Regions from separate parts of the Mus musculus genome. Here region 2 is linked to region 1. A link is a contact called in public HiChIP or PLAC-seq data. All regions are on one chromosome and are shown on one strand. The core of a region is the stretch at or near the end of the contact, and the rest is flanking DNA. Distances in the headings are between cores, read along the strand shown. Region 1 has its middle 15 kb from the start of Sepsecs. Region 2 holds the start of Zcchc4 (zinc finger, CCHC domain containing 4).

Region 1 (5,439 bases), core at 919-3,418:
AGAAGCCACTAAACGGCAGACGAACAAAACCAGGAATGGCCTGTGAGAGCTGTCAGTCATGCCTCCCAGCACCTTTATGTACTTGAAAGCGAAGGGGATTCTAGGAGTATGTGGAGAGTACCCGGAACTCCAGTCTCCAATAGCAACCTGGGAATAAATTGAGGACTTATTTTATACAAGTGGCTAGGCTGGCACAGGGATGAATAGGAAGCCTGGGGTTGATCTTTAGGAGATCAAAACTGGAGAGAAGTCTCAATTTCTGCTTTTCCTTGCTTTGTTCTCAGCCAGTCCTGCAAAGCAACCCTTAATGTATCCTCCAAACCTCCTTTCCACCCCAAGACTAATGCCTCTTTCCTGATAATCCTGCCCCATTTTCTGCCTTTTAGCACTGGGGATCAAATCAGGACCTTGCAGACACTGGGTATACACACTATAGCTGAACTGAACGACAGGTCTTCCTGTCCCTTTCTTAGGTAGAAGTGGACACTTGCAGATTTTCTTTCCTAAAAGCAATGTGATCCTATCATGTTAACTGGTAGGAAGACTTTCCCTCTGGTTTTAAGGAAGAAACTCAAGCTCCTTACTAAGGCTCTTTACTTTCATTACCCTGCTGGCTCCCCAGGCCTGCCCACAGTAGAATTCTTTAATCCAGGCATTCTCTTGCTAATTTCTAGGTGTGTTAGCTCCTTTTCCTGTTGCTGTAATAAAATATCCTGACAAAAACAATTTAAGGGAGAATGAGTCTCTTCTGGCTCACAGTTCAATGTCACAGTCCATCATAGTGGGGAAGTCACGTCACCAGGAGCTCCAGACAGCTACTCATGTCAAGAAGCAGAGAGCAATGAATGCTTGTGCCCAGCTAGCTTTCAGATATGCAGCCTAGGGAATGGCACCACCTGCAGTGGCAGTGAGCAAATCTTCTCATTCCACTCAACCTAATCAAAATAATCCCTGAAGGCATGTCTGGAGGCTTGTCTCCCAGGGGATTCTAGATTTTATTTAGTTGACAACACAGACTAAAGATCATACCGGACCTCTATGTTCCAAGCAGCTGTTCCCCCTACAATATATCCTCAACTCTCATTCTGTTAGCTAAGACTTCAAGACACCACCCCATCTTCTCTTACTGCACCCTATGTGAAGGTATCTCCTACCTGTGCTTTCTCCTCTATCACATACACTGTGCCTGAGTCCTAAGTGTCTCAGTGAATCAGACTGCAAGAACTTGGATTCCTCTTTGCCCGCTCAGCACCTGGTGGGGTCCCAGGCACCTGCTACATGCCCAGTGTTTGCTGACTGGACTTGAACAAGTGCTTCTGCAAGATCATAATAAATAAGACAAGAGTGGCTTATTCAGGGACAGCTGTAATGTGCATCTATCTCTATGTAATCCCTACTTGGCTTCTAATACTGCACTTAGAAAAATTGTCATGGGCAATTGAACACCTCATGGTTCCTGACTGATGTATGGGAGTGGTATGCTCTCAGAAAGGAGACAAGGTTTATTATCTGTGAGGAAATCAAAACACAAGTCTTCGGTATAATGCTGCCTCTCCATGATATGAACACTGGTGTTCAAGTGGCACATGTATAGAAGGTGTATGTGCTAGCAGATTGAATATTTACATAAGTACATAAGTACAAAGTTTACAACCTGTGATTTTGTTGAACCCTTTGCCTTATTTTGACTCAGTTTTGCTTAACAGATTAAAAATCAGTTTCCATGGGCTACTATAAAAAGAATGCTACAAGTACGGTAGTTTCAGACGTATTCTCTGGAGCTGCAGAGATGGCTCAGCATCAGGAGTGCTTTGTTGATCTTCCTGAGGACCTGAGTTCGGTTCCCAACATCCCTGTGGAACAGCTTACAATCCACAACACCAATACCCTATTCTGGCCTCTGAAGGGCAACTACCCACCTGTGGCAGATACTCACACATACATGTACACTCAAACAAACAAGCAAGCAATCTGTCCTTTCACAATTCTGGAGGCCAGAGACCCAAAATCAAGGTACCAGCCATCTGTATCATCCCATGAAAGATCCAAGAGAGAGTTCCACAGCCTCTTCCAGCTTTGGTGACTTCAGACAGCCTTTGACCTATGACCGCATGGCTCCAACATTTATGTTTTACAGGACTTTCTCCTCTTCTGCTCCTATAGGGATACTTAGCATTGGACTAAGGTAATTATCTAAATAGTCCACAGTGACCTAATCTTGAGGCACTTAATTATACCTGTAAAGAGTTGGGTTTTTTCCAAGTGAGGTTATACTGATTGAAACATATTTTGAGGGCCACAATTCACCCCTCTATCAGTAGTCATTGTTTGTTTGTTTGTTTGTTTGTTTGTTTGTTTGTTTTGAGACATGGTTCATAGCCCAGGCTGATCTTGAACTCCCTGTGTATCTGAGAATGACTTAAGCTCCCCTTCTCCTCTCTCTACCTCTCAGGGGCTGGAATCGCAGGTATATGCCACCACACCTGGCAAACGATCCATTTTGAATATTATATAATCTGCCAAGGCCACTAGGACGATACCAGTTTGCCTTATTATATTATCTTAATTGCAAAGAGCTACCTAGCTTACACAAGAGCGGTGGTCTTCAGTTTGGAAAGGGCCACAAGTTGGGAAGCACACGTGGAAGTGCTTAGAGGTGACTCTGAATGAAGAAGAAGACGACAGAGCAGCACAAATAAGAAACAGGAGCTTGTGGCATCTGTCAGCACATCCAACAACATAAATGGCTGTTTAGATATGGCTCCCTTTCAGACTTCAGTGGCAGTTTACTTACCTGTCAACGTGGGGACTCACATACACCTTCATTTATTGAAACACTATTATTTGTTCCTCCTCTAGGTGACAGCAGCTGAGAATACAATGGTGAGCCAGCAGGATCATGGTCCCTTTCAGTTATTAATTCCCTTTAGTTGGATTGTTATATGGGTAGAAGGCACTAATTCAAATATAGGGTCTCCTATAGCAGTTATGATTTTATTACTAGCCTTAAACCCTGTTAGATCCAAATGTCTATGATTACAGCAAGATGACTGGCACTTGGTCTTACTTGTTGAAGATCTCCAGCTTTGAGGTAGCTGTGGGACAGCTGAGTCTTCCATTCTGTTACTTTGCCTGTCCTCATCTAATTTAGGTAACTCTTCACATCTCAACCATGATCGAATCTCTGCATTTTCAAAGCAAAAAGAAGGAAGGGAAAATTCCAAACTCTAATTCTAAAAATGGCCCAGTCAGCAGACCTCAGACTTTCTTGGGACAAAGCTGCTCTTTCCAATGGTATTGGGAAACATTGTTTAGGTCTCACGGTTTTGTTGTTTTGTTTTGTTTTTAAAGCTTATTCATTTTGTATGTATGCGTCTTTTTCCTGTATGTCTATTTGTATGTGTACCACCTGCCTGCCTGTGGAGATCAGAAAAAGAGGTGTCACATCCTCTGAAACTAGAGTCTCGGGTAGTTGTAAGCCTCCATGTGGATGCTGGGGTTGCACTTTCTGGTCCTTTGCAGAGCAGCAAGTGGTCTTAACTGCTGCGCCATCTCTTTCATCCCAGGTCTTGGGATTGTTAAACCCAAACACAAATGTTTCTTTTCCTTTCCGCTAAGATCAAGCATCCTTCCTGCTCCTTACCTTCTATATCTTCTGTCCAAGGGCAATAGATTTGAAGCCCTAGAAAGGTTTACCCCATACAGATGTTACTATAATGCTTTCCTGAGTACACAGTACCTATAAACATGCACTGCTCTGGTGTGTAAGTTTTTAAGAACCCAAATGCAACATTGTTTCACATAAGCTTGGAATTCTCTTGATGTTTTTCTCACCTGCCAGTGGGCCATTTGCCTGTTCACTTGTACTTCAACTCCATGCCGCCCTAACATCATGAACTGTTCCTAAGCTCTAAAGAACTTGGAATGTATTTTTCAAAAGTACATTTTCTGACATTCAAAAAATTTCGCGAACCCCACCATTTGCCTAGGGGCAGATGATTTAAAGCTCTCCCCTGTGATAACTGGGAAGCTGGGAAGCTGATGTGTGAGCCCACAACATTGTTATTCCATAGAGCCGCTTCAGAGGAGAGAGCTAGTTAAGGGAATATTTCCCTTCTAATGTTTAATGCCTGCTGGAATAAGCCAAAACACCCAATGTTCTTTGTATTCGAAGGTGACACCAGTACCAGCTTGGCTGTCAGATGCTGTCAGTCCTCAGCTTTGGAAGCAATGTCATCACGCTTTTAGTTGGCTCAGCATGTCTTTGAAGCATGGCTGGGCTGTCTCTTCCACGGCTCACTGTTCAGCCAAATTGCACTATTTCGGCAGGAAGTCGGCTAACTACTTTAAAAGCTAGTGGGACAGTCCTTTTCCTTGTTGAAGATTTAAGCCTGTGCTTTCTAAAGTGTTTCTCAGAGAAACATCGTCAACCTCCCCTGGGGGGGGGGGGGTTGGTCACAGTGCAGAGTAGATTCCCATACCTCATCTGCAGACCAATAGACTCTGAAACTCTGGGACCCGACTCAGGTGAACTGTACTTGAAACACGGTCCCATGGTGACCCCTCTACCCTGATGGGTCTGGTGCCTGAGTTGAGGGTTCCACACTCAGCACCCCTGCTTGGATCACTCATCTGTCTCTGTTTACACGTGGGCCATCAGTTTTCAAATGCCAGTTGCCAGAGCGTCTCCACGGGGAAGGCACATTCATCTGATGCCAGCCTTCCTCCCAACGCTTCCCCCTTAAATAAAAGCCTGTACAGTCGAATGTCTTCCTAAATGACCAGGTAGATCCTGAGCAAAGAAAACAACCTTATTCCAAATGTAAATGTATTCTGAAAGAAGACAAGCTGAATAGTGAGAGCTAAATTGTGTGTGGTCTTCAACAGCAAGAGAAAAAACCTTCAATTTGGGGAATAGATAGAACCCTTTCTGGTGTCTAGTAAGAAAACACAAACAATGACCCGCTGGGATCGTCCTTCTGGGATAAGTGGACTCCAGGTCCAGCCAGGGCATGTTGCTCTTTCCTCTGCTTCCGTAGATACCATCCCTCCTGCTCAGAGCAGAACTTTTCTCCTAACCACAGCCACAATTCTGTTCAACCAGTGTGTGTGTGTGTGTGTGTGTGTGTGTGTGATTTTGTTTGTTTGTTTGGGGTTTTTTTGTTTTCTTTTTAGACAGGGTGTCTTGGCTGCCTAGCAAGTCCTACATATTCACATGTCCCTGCTTGCCCAGTGCTGGAGCCTGTGTGACATGCCTGGCTTTTTATATAAGTTCATAGGGACTGAGCTAGTCCTCATGCTTGCCAGGCAAGCACTGAACTGCTATCATTCTCCTGTCCTCTGATGCTTTTTTTAAAATCCTCTGATTCTATGTAATTATAGATTTGCAGAGATCTCCATAGTGTCTAGAGAGATCTCATATATTCACCTTCCTCAATA
Region 2 (4,927 bases), core at 660-3,159, 97 kb before region 1:
CTGTTGTTTTTCAATATTCTCATTACCAACTAGAAGTTGCAAGGAGTAATGGCACACTCAGGAGGCAGAGGCAGGTGGAGCTCTGTGAATTTGAGTTCAACCTGGTCTACATAGTGACCCAGGACAGTCAGAGCTACACAGGAAGATACCAAAAACTAACCAAAAACAAACCAAAAGAAACTAATAAATAGCAAAACTGAAGTTGTAAGTTGACTACCCAATACTAACACATCAAATCTTATAGGGAACTAATTTTCATTTAAGACAATAACACATCTGTATCAAAGTTCAGAGTTAAGTATTAACTTTAATGCCCAGAATTTAAAAACAAAATCCAAAGCATGAAATTTTCATCCCTCCTAAGATATTTATCTTGGGGTGAGAGAGATGGCCCAGTAGTTGAGATCAAACACTACCTTAAGACCTAACTCTATTTAAAACACCCACATCAGGAGGTTCATAACTGACTGTAACTGCAGTTCTAGGGGATCGGAGGATCTCTTCTGATATCCATGGGTACTTGCACTCATGTGTGCATACCAATAAATAGGTGCACACACATATACACATAATTAATCATTAAGCTGGGCAGTGATGGCACACATTTATAATTCCAGGACTCAGGGGGCAAAGGCAGGCCAGCCTGGTCTACAGAATCAGTTCCAGGACAGCCAGGGCTACACTGAGAAACAATGTCTCAAAAAAAAAAAAAAAAAAAAAAAAAAAAAAAAAAAAAGGAAAAAAAAAATCTTTAAAAATACCAAATGCACTAAAATAAAGAAATCCTTTTATATAATGCTTAAACTTCATGTTTACTGGTTCATTCTCCGTAAAACTAGCCAAAATGTTACTGTACCTTTTCATCTTCCCACTGAAAAAAGTTACAGTCTTTTCTATCTCTACAGGCTGAGCAGGCATAAAACTTTCGTGTTTCTTCCTTCCCTTGGTTCACTTTTACAAAGAGAAGAGTAGGCCCTAGTTCCAGAATAGGAAGAAAAAATAAGTATCAAGCAGTAGTCTACACCAAGTTTCTCTGCCTTAAATAAAACTTATTTAGGCATTATACATAATTTATAATTCAATGTACTATCCTCTTTGATAAATCTTATTTTCTTCCATTGCAACACTGATGCATTTGAATATTAGAAATAATTTTTAAAACTGCTCTCTTCAAAAAGAAAATGCTTTCTGTTTACATTACAATAGTCAACAGCTGGGGTCCATGACGAAAGTATGCTTAAAAGAACAAACGCGAATAAAACAAGGGGGAAAGCCCGGAGAACTGCAAGGTTTGCCGTTACCATTTTCAGTGAAACCCTGAGCTTTACAGTTGGAAAGCCGCAAGAAGTAAACTTAATTAGGCTTCCAGGGTTTTGTTGTTTATTCTAACTTCAAAACAATAAAACCCCATCAATTCAACAAATTAAATTCCGCTAAGAACTTGTCAGCAAGAAGCCTTCAGCCCCGTGCATTCTACGTTCGGCTTTCTCCCTAACCTGTCCCCCAAAGCAGAGATGCTAACAGCTCTGGAGACAAAGCTCCAGCAGCCAGGACCTCTCTGGGGGTTTACTAAATAGAGTGACAAACACTTTCTGAAACCGGGTGTTATTCACGCATCACACAAGGTAAGGAAGAGGGGGTGGGAAAAAGCCTTCTCTTCCAGACACAAATCCGAAAAACCCGCAGAGCACCTAGCCCAAGCCTCGCCATTGGCGCCGCCGGCAAGGCTGAGCGCAGACGCCGACCCACCGTGCGGGCACAGCGGGGCAGGAGCCGTGGGGTTCGAGGGAAGCGCCACCTCTACCCCGGACGCCCTACGCCCCGCGTCGCCATCACCCTCCAGGGACTCAAGACAGTCCATGGGCGCCGCCATCTTTCTGCCGAAGTCCCGAAAGCCTCTGTCCCAACCAAGGAGGCGGAGAAAGAGCGCCGCCGCGGCACGCGGAACCCACAGCGCCCCACGCGTCCTGGAGGAGCCATGCCGCCGTCAGACCCAGAGTGAGAAACTAAGCAGGACACCCACCCACCCACCCACCCACCCACCCACACACACACCCGTGGGGGTTCTGGGGTGAAGCTGGAAGGCCTATGCCAAGAGAGCACCTATAACCAGGAGAAGAGATGAATCTTTAGAACAAAGATCTGATTAGATTATAGATCCAAAAGAGCAACAAAGAGGTAAACAATGGCTGAACCACACAGCACAGCAGCTCTATTGCGTTTAACAATGCCAAAGAACTGTCTAGTCTTTTGGTTTGGTTCTGTTCTGTTCTGTTCTGTTCTCTGACAGGGTTTCATGTAGTCCAGGCTAGCCTCTAACTCCCCAGTAGCAGAGTGTAGCCTGGAACTCCTAATCTTTTGCCTCTACCTCCCAAATGCTGGGGTTACAAACACATGCCTCACCATGCCTGGAGCTCATCTAACACTTGCTCTTACACGTAATTATTGAATTCTCGTTCTCGTTTGTACCTCAGGAAAAGAATGTCGCCATTTGCCAGTGGCAGTTGTCTACATAAAAAATATCAAAGAATGTACACTTTTTAAATAACTTCTAGGTTAACTTGAGTTTGGTAAGTTTCAGGATATGAGACTAACATACCCTGGCAGTGATTGTCTAAACATAAAATTTAGAATACCACTTAGAATTTCCAAGCAAAAGAAGCATGTATTTGTTTAACGTACACAGGTCTCATGAGCAGAAAACTAGAAAATGTGGTTGAAAAAAAAATCAAGAAAGATCTAAATAAATGTGGAAGCGTGGTCTGTTCATTACACGGGAAACGGAACACAGTAAAGATGCCACCTCCTACCAGGTTAAGTGCAGACAGGTTGAGTGCAGTTTCTAGCAAAATCTCAGCCAGATATACAAAGTATTATTCTGAATTTTATAGGGAAAGGCAAAGAAATGGCTAAAATAATTTTAAAAGAAAATAACCAAGTGGGAGAGATCAGTCTATCTAATTCCAAACAGTGGTAGTAGTAGTCAAGGCTCATTCATACACACATCTGTCAATGAAATTGCAAATTGTAACACGCGTACATGCGTGTATACACACATGCACATGCACACACTCTGATCTGAATAAGGTACATGAGGAGGTATATAATTATGATAATAAAGCAGCCTTCAAAAATGATACAGTCTTCTCTTTTCTGAGGAAAAACTTTGGTGAGAAAAATCCCACACCTTAGATTTAGGTACACAGTTATTCACCAGTTTACAACAGGCACAAATTCTAGAAACTCTGCCACTAGGGGATTTTATTGCATAGGCATTAGAGTAAAATTTAAAAAACTGGGGAGGCTACAACATCACCAAGATCCTAGGTTTTAGGGTTTTTTTTTTGCGGGTGGGGTGGGGGAACATTTACGTACACATCCCATCGGTAACTGGAATGTTATGAGGTGTTAACTATGGTTGATAGACATCTATGTATTTATTTGCTAACAGGGTTATGATAATCATCAGTAAGTTATGAGTGTTTTTATTGCCTAATAGAGTCTTTACTTCATACTGGGAAATACTGGGGGCAGAAATACTCTGAAATCCTTGGAAGGATTCTGATGGAAACTGAAAATAGACCCGAGCACAGGGGTGGACTCTGGCTGCCTGTCCTGTCACTCAGAGTTTGATCCTAAGACCCAATGAATTCGGAAACTCTTCCCACAGAGTCTCTGGACAAATCAGTAAAATCCTACAAGTACCAGGAAGACTATCCCATTATCCTCAGAGAACTCCACTCTCCAAATCTCCTTCAAACACAATGAGTGAAGCCAGATCTTTTGTAGAGAATGTCTTAGCATTGTCTCTATCTTCTGGTTGAAAAACTTTGGTCCTATCAAACACAAGCAACAGAGATGACTGATACGACAGTCATCATGATGGAGATGTGTAGTCACTACTGGGGCATCCTTTTCCACAAGGATGGTGTTTTCTGCAACAAGTAGCTCTGCCTATTAGCCTTCCCTGTAAATTTCCAGATGCTTGGTAGAATATGGTCTTTTGCTTTACCACTCCAGTCACAGATGTAAAAGTACTTTTTATTTGCCTATCCAACTGTTGTCTGGAAGGATTATGGTCTCAATCTGCTGACCTAGGCCTGGTCCTGGAAGCTTCTGGCCTCCATATATCTGGACTTAGAATGTTTTCAGCTTCTGAGACTTCTTGGTGAATAAGCTCACCCTTTCTTGTTCTTTCTGAACTCTAACTGCCTGTTCAACCCAGCAGTTCTGGCTCACAAACTCCTTTCCAAGCTGACTGATTTGATCTGGTTTCTCTTCCTTGGCCTTTCCTGAATGGTTCTGCTTGACCTCATACTAATTTTGGCAATCTGTTCTAATCTTGTGTCTCCTCATTCACTGGCTCGTTCTGTCTTCATCTGTGTCTGGCTTGTTCTCTCTGCAACTAGTCTCTGTACAACTGTCCCAATGAAACTGCCTCCTTCCTCTCTTTCTGTGTTCTTTTGCTCTCCCTCCCAAACACCCTGTTCAAATACCCTGCAATGCTCACATCTGGACCCTGATGCCCTGCTGAGCTGGCCAGGAAGCCCCCTATATGTCCTCTCTCTGCTTTCCTCCCCAGCTGTGAATAGCCCCAAACTGTGATGCTTATCTGGGAAGGCCTGAGACCCAAAGGACCATGGGAGATTTCTGGGATCTCTAAAAAACAGTGAGGGGGCTGGGGAGATGGCTCAGCTGGTAAGAGCACTGACTGTTCTTCCAGAGGTCCTGAGTTCAATTCCCAGCAACCACATGCTGGCTCACAACCATCTGTAATGGGATCCAATGCCCTCTTCTGGTGTGTCTGAAAGACAAGCTACTGTGTACTCATATATATAAAATAAATAAGTCTTAAAAAATAATTAAAAAAAAAGAAAAACAGTGAGAACACTGCAGAACTACATACCCCAGAACTGCTACTTCTGAG

What was found. HiChIP or PLAC-seq counts read pairs in DNA pulled down with a chosen protein or histone mark.
Region 2: a contact with region 1 is called in an H3K4me3 HiChIP or PLAC-seq map of intestinal villus epithelium, with 8 read pairs. The contact joins the promoter of Zcchc4 here to the enhancer-like site in region 1. A contact is called at or near these places in 4 of 39 promoter capture datasets (the 3T3-L1 cell line, cranial neural crest and hematopoietic stem and progenitor cells), 8 of 484 Hi-C or Micro-C datasets (CD4 T cells, the HL-1 cell line, brain and 5 more), 2 of 115 datasets of contacts at active chromatin or transcription factors (embryonic stem cells and intestinal villus epithelium) and 3 of 9 other capture datasets (adipose tissue, liver and pancreatic islet).

Annotation. Positions count from the first base shown.
Region 1 is chr5:52,682,435-52,687,873 of GRCm38.p6, reverse strand. No RefSeq gene overlaps it. Among named protein-coding and RNA genes, the nearest start is that of Sepsecs, 15 kb to the right of the region's middle. Within about 2 kb of position 2,168, at least 2 of the 459 cell types and tissues checked have an H3K27ac peak or open chromatin away from gene starts, as enhancers often do. A contact at or near this core is called in intestinal villus epithelium, where this site is marked.
Region 2 is chr5:52,780,037-52,784,963 of GRCm38.p6, reverse strand. Zcchc4 (zinc finger, CCHC domain containing 4) reads right to left here and starts at 1,909. Exons shown (of 13, transcript NM_001308144.1): 1 at 1,750-1,909; 2 at 857-975. The coding sequence starts at 1,873.